Linked DNA regions of Sus scrofa: region 1 is linked to region 2. The links are chromatin contacts, called in public Hi-C maps. All regions are on one chromosome and are shown on one strand. Each heading gives the region's core, a stretch centred on a gene start, on an enhancer-like site or on the middle of the called end of the contact. The rest is flanking DNA. Distances are from core to core; before and after follow the strand shown.

What was found. A called contact is a pair of places that touch in the nucleus more often than the background predicts.
Region 1: a Hi-C map of liver shows a contact between it and region 2, with 3 times the contacts expected there. The contact joins the enhancer-like site here to the promoter of LOC100522401 in region 2. A contact is called at or near these places in 1 of 5 promoter capture datasets (liver) and 1 of 47 Hi-C or Micro-C datasets (liver).

The regions. Positions count from the first base shown.
Region 1 is chr14:90,808,921-90,812,908 of Sscrofa11.1, forward strand. The region is part of intron 2 of MARCH8 (E3 ubiquitin-protein ligase MARCH8); the gene reads left to right. Among named protein-coding and RNA genes, the nearest start is that of MARCH8, 85 kb to the left of the region's middle. Within about 2 kb of position 1,366, at least 19 of the 83 cell types and tissues checked have an H3K27ac peak or open chromatin away from gene starts, as enhancers often do. A contact at or near this core is called in liver, where this site is marked.
Region 2 is chr14:90,580,961-90,584,619 of Sscrofa11.1, forward strand. LOC100522401 (WASH complex subunit 2A) reads left to right here and starts at 1,439. Exons shown (of 33, transcript XM_003133111.6): 1 at 1,439-1,587; 2 at 1,676-1,798; 3 at 2,719-2,883. The coding sequence starts at 1,585.

The DNA.
Region 1 (3,988 bases), core at 116-2,615, 230 kb after region 2:
CACAAGGATGGAGGGAGTTGCAGAATGTCAGGGAAGGAGAGACTATATCCCTTGGAGAAGAGAGCAGTAAGGCTGCTTAAAGCCTTAGCCCCAGGTGAGCTGGATCCCTTTTTCCTTTAACACTCTCCACGAATCTCTCTCCTCATAGCACACCTGCGCAAAGCTGCTGGGATGTAGCTGGGAGGGGAAGGGTTCCCCTAGATTACACAGTAGCACCTACAGAGATGCTACATAGAACATCCTGGGAAGAACATCCTGAGCCAATGAGAAGACACAGGCCTCTGCACACACAGCAAGGTGGAGAGAAAGGCACAGTGCTCACTGAAGAAAGATGCAGTCTGTTCTGCAAGAAATAATAATTTCCCTTCAAAAAAGAAGAGAATTCCTGCCTGAGCTATTAAAAACCCAAGTTTCATAGAACATAGGCTTAGAAATGGCGATGATAATAAAATAACAGAATGAGGTGGAAAAGGAAGAAAACGGGGCCAAGGAGACTCAGAGAGAACGAATTTGCAGAACAAACAGATTAGAAGCAGCTAGGAACAGAATGGTCATGGCTGAAAAATTAACTTACTGACAGAGCACTATCTTGAGATATTCCGTGAGTGAAGAAGAAAAAGAAGCAAAGATTGAAACAGGTGAAAATGGTAGGTGTGGTATTGGACTTCCTGGAGGCAGAGCTGAGGTAGAAGAATGGGCCTTCCGTTTTTTGTTCAAGTTCCTCTTGGAATTAGGTTTTTGGTGGCAGAGGATTTAATACTTTAGACAGCACTCATTTGGAAATGTGTAAGCATTGACAAATGGTGAAAATGACTGTTCATGTTCTTCACAGAAGAATACCAATGAGATGAAAGATTTATTTATAGCCTGAGAGACCAGGAAAATTCCCCTTTGAAGCAATTTGTTTCCTGGCAGTGATAACTGAAAGCCTCCCTCCCCCACCATGTCATGATTTTCTGTGCTTTGCAAGAACTGGTCTTTTGCTAAATGTAAATACTGACTTGCGATCTCAGGGCAAGCTGCTTTTCTTACAGCCAGAACCTACATTGTAGGACAGGTTCTACGGAGAAAAAAAGAATTATTTTGTTCTCTCAGACATCTGTGGTTAATCATTGACATTTTCTACTTAAAAAAAAAAAAAAGTCTCTCAAGTCCAGGTGATAGGTTAGCATGAAAGAAGAGCAAACAGATCCACTAACATTTACTTTAGTTGACTAGAAAACTGAACTTTCATTCCTGGCATGCCAGCAAGTATGGTTTAGAATCTTTACATTGCAAATTGCTGTGGGGAGTGAACCATAGAGCAGAAACTGGTTGCTGGAATGGACTTGTCATGAATTATTCATTCACTACCTAGTTCCTAGGAAATCAGCTGGAGGAAGTAGTTAGTCCAGTTTGATCATGGGAGTGGCATTCAGAGAGTTCCAGCAAGCCCTTGCAAGTCCAGCGACGGTGTGCTTCTGCTGGGTGCTGGAAGGCAGCAGCTGCTCTGCTTTGCAGGCAGAACCCAGGAGCATGCTGCTGGGGGACAGCTGCACTGAGGACTCCCTGATGCTTCTTGCCGGAAAATGAAGCTTCAGGTAGGAAAAGTGCCCTGTTAGCAGTAGCCGGATTTCTCATTGATCTTAGAGATGCCCCTAGCTCTTATGGAACAAAGCTACATAGAACTAGAGTTGCTCAAGGATGCCTCACTCGTGGGGCTCCCAACCAGAGAAGCTTAGCAGTTTAATTCTGTTTTCAGGGATGTCCTTTGCTTCTCACAAAACTGTCCCTTAAAATTGTAAAAAGTATTCTTATGCCAAATAAGCATTTAAGAATATAAATTATAAGCCTATTCTTTTTTCACGATGTCTCTTACTCTTAGTGTAAAAAATGTCTTTTCAACTGACATGATATTGACCATATAATTTAAAATCATGGAACTATGGCTTTGGAAAATCATGAGAAAGACAGCTTGGCTTATAATTTGAATAAGCATAGCTGCAGGCTCCATAGCGTTTTCTAGAGGAAGTGTTGTTTTCAGAAGGCACCTTGGTTCCTTCTGCTGGAGCATTCTTTATGGGAAGATCTTTTAGCTTCTCATAAGATGGAAAATGCATAAAAGATGGAACAGTAACAAAGGGTCTTTGTTCTGTTTGTTGGTATTATTTACTCTGTGTGTGCATGTGCATGCACCGTCTCTCTCCCCCTCCCTCTCCCACTCCCCCCCCTCCAATAAGCCAGACATGTAAGTTCTAATTTCATTTGGCAGGGACATTCTAATGTTGCCATTTGCATGTCTGTCAGATTTTGTATGGATGCATTCTGTTAACTTTGCCGAGGCTAGAGATGCTCTTGAGATGGAGGGACAAAAACAGTAAAGATGAAAAGAATCAGCCTCAGGGGATCTGGGCTAAATTGGATATATGTATTCCATCATGAAGTATGATTTATAGTTTTGAAACTCTTAAGGAAACAAACATGCCTTGAACACATACACTCTGAGACAACCAAAGAAGACCAATACTCTTCTGCACCATTTTCTTAAGCTCCAGGAGAAAAGGGGATCTATGTTTTGTTCCCTCATCATTCCCAAGGGCCTAGAACAGTACCTGGAACACAGTAGGTGGTCAATACATGTGTTCCCTGAATGAGTAGGTTCTATACTAAAGAAATTGAATAGTCCTACTACAAAAGTAACGGGAAGTATTTACGGTAATACAATTTCTATAATAACTTTTATAACAAGTGTGTTCTGAATTGTATTGATTAAGATTTTTTCAGCAAACTTTGAGAATTTATGTATTTGGGGGATATTTTAAGAGTCTTAAAGTGTCAGAATTAAAGTTTGTTCATTTTACTCTTTGTATAATTGTTTTTTAAAAAATCAACAATGTATACAAAGACCTTTAATTTTTTAGCATAATGTTACTTCATATTCAAAAAATGAATATGAAAAATACTTAATGGAAAATGTATTTGAAATCAATATATTACTAAGAATATTATTATTTTAATCATGCCATGTTACATGTAACATTTTAAGAAGCATTTAATTTATCCATCTATGTCAGAAGGCTTTTTGAAATTATAAAGGCATGTATTCATAACTTCTAAGGTGAGTTTAAGACTGCAGTATGTGTGGTGCTGAGTGGAACTAAGCAGGGCAACATATTCCCCATAGATAATACCGCATTTGAGAGCTCAGTGGAACCAAAGGGGTCATCTCTGTTAACTTCTCTCTCCTCCCTGCTCCCACACAAGCCCCTTGATAAAGGACAGAACTGAAGTCCAGAACATAGATGAATGACCCAAGAACAAATGGTTAACTGTTACAGTCTTAAACAGATTTTCTGGTTGCTTGTTACTTTGTTATTGCCACATTAAAGTTGTAACAAAAAATGAAGCAGCTAATCACGCTATTATAAATTTGGTTTGTATTATTTGACTGAAGACAGCTATTAATGCATTTTGCATTACTTTAAATAAATTGCCTTAGCCCATTTGTTTGAAATACAGTTTTATAATTTGTAGGTTTTTCACCCTTTTGTAATGTAATTTTTTTCCAAGTTAAAATTATAATGATTAACTGTGCCCTAAATTTTATTTCAGATTTGAACTTCCTATAAGATGACATTTTGTGCTATTTTTGTTAGTCCTTAAAACTACTTGGGTTTTGCTTTTATTTTTGAGATAGATGTAGATTGTTGCATAATTTTTCTAAATCCTTTTTACTGACTTGATTAGTTTGCTTGGGTTGCCATAATAAAATATTATGTGTGTGGAGACAGAGAGATCTCTCTCTTTCCCTTCTTATGAGGCCATCAGTGCTATTGGATTATGGACCTTCTTAAGTTTGCTTTGCTGGAAGTTTTTATAAGGAATATCAGATTGGGTTTTTTAAAGCTTCATTATTTGTGGTCCTAAGGTTAGGAAGCCAATCCAAGAACTTGCTATCAGACTTCACCTGTAGTATCTATAAGAATTCCTAATTTTCCCCAAGAAAATG
Region 2 (3,659 bases), core at 189-2,688:
AAGAGTTTGATAAACAGAGGCCACTGAGGAAGTGGTAAAATCTATGTTTAATGCTCACAGTATGGTAGGCATTGTGCTGTTTACAAATGTTACCACAGTTCCTGCAAAACATGTAACTTCCTTTTACTGAGGAGGAAAACTCATAAGGATTAAAATAACTTGCCCATGGGCACATAAGAATGGAAAGAAATGGAGTTCCGACTGTGGCATGGGCGTCGTGGAAGCCCTGGGACATAGGTTTGACACCCCGCCCCAGAGGATCCCAGGATGGCCAAAGGATCCCAGGTGGCCAGAGCTGCGCTTAGGTCGCAACTGCGACTCGATCTGATCCCTGGCCTAGAAACTCCACATGCTGTGGAGTGGCCAAAAAAGAAAAACAAAAAAACAAAACCGAAAAAGAATGGAAAGAAATAGGGATCTTCATTTTAAAAAGTAAGTTGGTCTGGAGGAAGAGGGACTCCGCAGAGGGAACTTCAAGGAAGTGTGAGGGGTCGCAGAACGCTGGTGGGGAAGCTGGGCACGTTGAAGAAGGATTCGTAGGCAGGAATCAGATATTAAAGGGCTTTTGCCTGTTATATGAGGAGTTTGAACTTGAATCTGAGGGCACTGGCTAGCGAGTAAAGGATTTTAAACAGTCACCATCCAGTAAATCTGGGCGCCTGTGCGCTGACCCCGCGACAGGCAGCAGAGATGCAGCAAGGAAGAGATGCAGCAGCGAGCTCTTCCTCTGCCCACCGCCTGGAACGTTTAAAACTCCTAGGCTGGTTCTCCCTTTGGCCCTTCTCTCTAAACATACCTCGCTGCCAGGCGTTTCCGGGCTGATCACACCCTGCCAACTGCCCTCTAGCTTAAAATGCAACCCGTCGGACGCACCCCTTCAGCTCCCCCTGGCGTCTGCACCCTTCCTTTCTCCAACTCCCGCCACCATAGCCCGGCTGCAGGCTTTTTTTCTTTTAGTGAAATAGATTTTTAAAAATTTACTTTATTCAAGTATATTTGCTTTACAATGTTTCAAATTCTGCTGTATAACGGTGATTCAGTTATACACACATTTTTTCATATTCTTTTTCTATTAAAGTTTATCACAGGATATTCAATATAGTTCCCTGGGCTATACAATAGAAGTTTGTTTTTTACACATTCCGTACATTAGTCACCATCTGCTAATCCCTAACTCCCCAGCCATCCCTTCCGGACCCCCCTCCGCAATCACAAATTCTCTGTGAACGTGAGTCTGTTTCATAGATAGGCTCATTTATGTCATATATATATCACATCTAAGTGATATATGATAGGTGTCTTTCTGACTTACTTCACTTAGTATGATAACTTCTAGGTCCATCCATGTGGCCACAGGCCTCTTAGAAGAGGTCTAGTGTCCCCAGCCGGCTTCTGCACCTTCCTTCCGGCAGTCCGGCAGCCATCCACTGCCGGTCACATGAGGGGCAGGTCACCGGCGCCGGGGTCATGTGATCTACAGTCACGTGCCTGAGGCACCACTGAGAAGTTCGGCTTCCAGAGACCTTCCAGGCTCAGCGGGTGCGTCCTGCGGGCCCTTGGAGCCCGTGAGGCTGCGCGGCGAGGATGGTGAGAGTGGCAGGTTGGGTGAGGGTTGGGCCCCGGCCCCCTCTGCCCTCCCGGAGCTCAGCGCCTCTTCTCGTCCTTCCCGCTGCAGATGAACCAGACCACCCCCGACCAGGAGCGGGCGCCGGCGTCGGAGCCCGTGTGGGAGCGGCCCTGGTCGGTGGAAGAGATCCGCAGAAGCAGCCAAAGCTGGTCGCTGGCGGCCGACGCGGGCGTGAGAGGCGGGCCCAGGGACGGGAGGGGAGGGCGACTCATCCGGGGTGATGCGGGAGGGAGGATGGGACTCCCCATAAACATCGACTTAACACATCTCTTCTTGCCCTCAAAAACTCCCCGGCGGCAATCCCCAGGCACTTGGGCGGTGGTGGGCCGGTTGTCCTTAGCCCTCTGAGCGCTCCCAAGCAGACAGCGGCCTGGACACCCGGCTGTTTTCCTCGTTGGGGTTTTCCAGACCGGCAACCAACTCCATCCTGAGCTGGGAAATCGGCTTCCGCCGCTCCGCAGGCTTACAATGGCATTACTTCGTCAATTCCATGTTGGGACCTGGACTGAGTGGGGCAGTAGAAAAACTAGTATATGGATATCCTTGAGTGAGACTTTTTAGCTAAGGGCCCACCCAGTAAACTGAAAATGGTCATTCCAAAGTCCCATTTGAAGTAGGATTTTTGGATAAAAGTAGTGGTTTGTTGTTTTGGCTTTCGTTTGCAATCCCTGTAGAATGACAACCAAACAGGACTTAAAAATTCCTCCCAAAATGAGATGGCAAGTATCCGTTGACTCGTTGCCGCTGTTTTGATGAACTTTCTTTTTTTTTTTTTTTTTTTTTAAGGGCCACACCCGCGGCATATGGAGGTTCCCAGGCTTGGGGTGGAATCCGAGCTGTAGCTGCTGGCCTAGGTACTCCACATCCACAGCCCTGACAGATCTGAGACACGTCTGCGATCTACACCACAGCTCAAGGCTGATGAACTTTCTTAATGTTTTTTGATGCTACTTGGTCATAAAGCTGTCAAAAGCAGAATCCCTTTTACATTCCAACACACACACACAAAAGGAAATGGGTTCTTTCCTGTTTTGATATGCAGAATAGATGTGTATAATATTGATACTACTGTATGTTTATTTTTTAAATAGCTGCTACAGTTTCTACAGGAATTCTCACAGCAGACTATCTCTAGGACCCATGAAATCAAGAAACAAGTGGATGGACTAATTCGGGAAACTAAAGCCACAGATTGTCGCCTGCATAATGTCTTCAATGACTTCCTTATGCTGTCTAATACCCAGTTCATTGAGAACGTGAGTCAGATTTATAAATAAATACTACTTTTAGGAGGAGCAAGAGCCATTGTAATACTCCATGATCTATTATTAGGTTCTCTACTAAATTTTGGTGGAAGTAGTGGTTCTTTATAATTAATGCCTCACCCCCTTTTTTATTAGTAAATTTTTTTAAGCCTTTGAAAAAACCTAATGATAAAATTTCCTCATATTCCAGTGTTTCCATCGGTTTTTGGTTTTGGAGTAGTCGGTGTTGTGCAGAATTGCATGACACTCCAACAAACCTTGTTATTGAGCATACTCTGTACGGAGCTGTACAACTGGTCTGATCCTCTGGGCACCAGTGTATTATTGATTGTATCCAATATTGATAAGTTATAGTAAAGTCGTGTGTGTGTCTACTTGGAATATTCCCAACTAACATTTTGTTATGATGGCTGAACCTATGTTGTTGTTGTTATTTCGCTTTTTAGGGCTGCACCAAAGGCATATGGAAGTTCCCAGGCTAGGTGTCTAATTGGAGCTATAAGCTGCCAACCTGCACCACAGCCACAGCAATGTGGGATCTGAGCTGAATCTGCGATGTACACCACAGCTCACGGGAATGACAGAGCCTCAATCCACTGAGCAAGGTCAGGGATCAAACCTCATGGATACTTGTCTGGTTCATTACTGCTGAGCAACAGGAACTCCAACGTTCTTTTAGTTTTTAAAAAACTTTTTAGGGAGTTGCCATTGTGGCACAGTAGGAATGAATTCAGCTAGTATGCATGAAGATGTGGGTTTGATCCCTG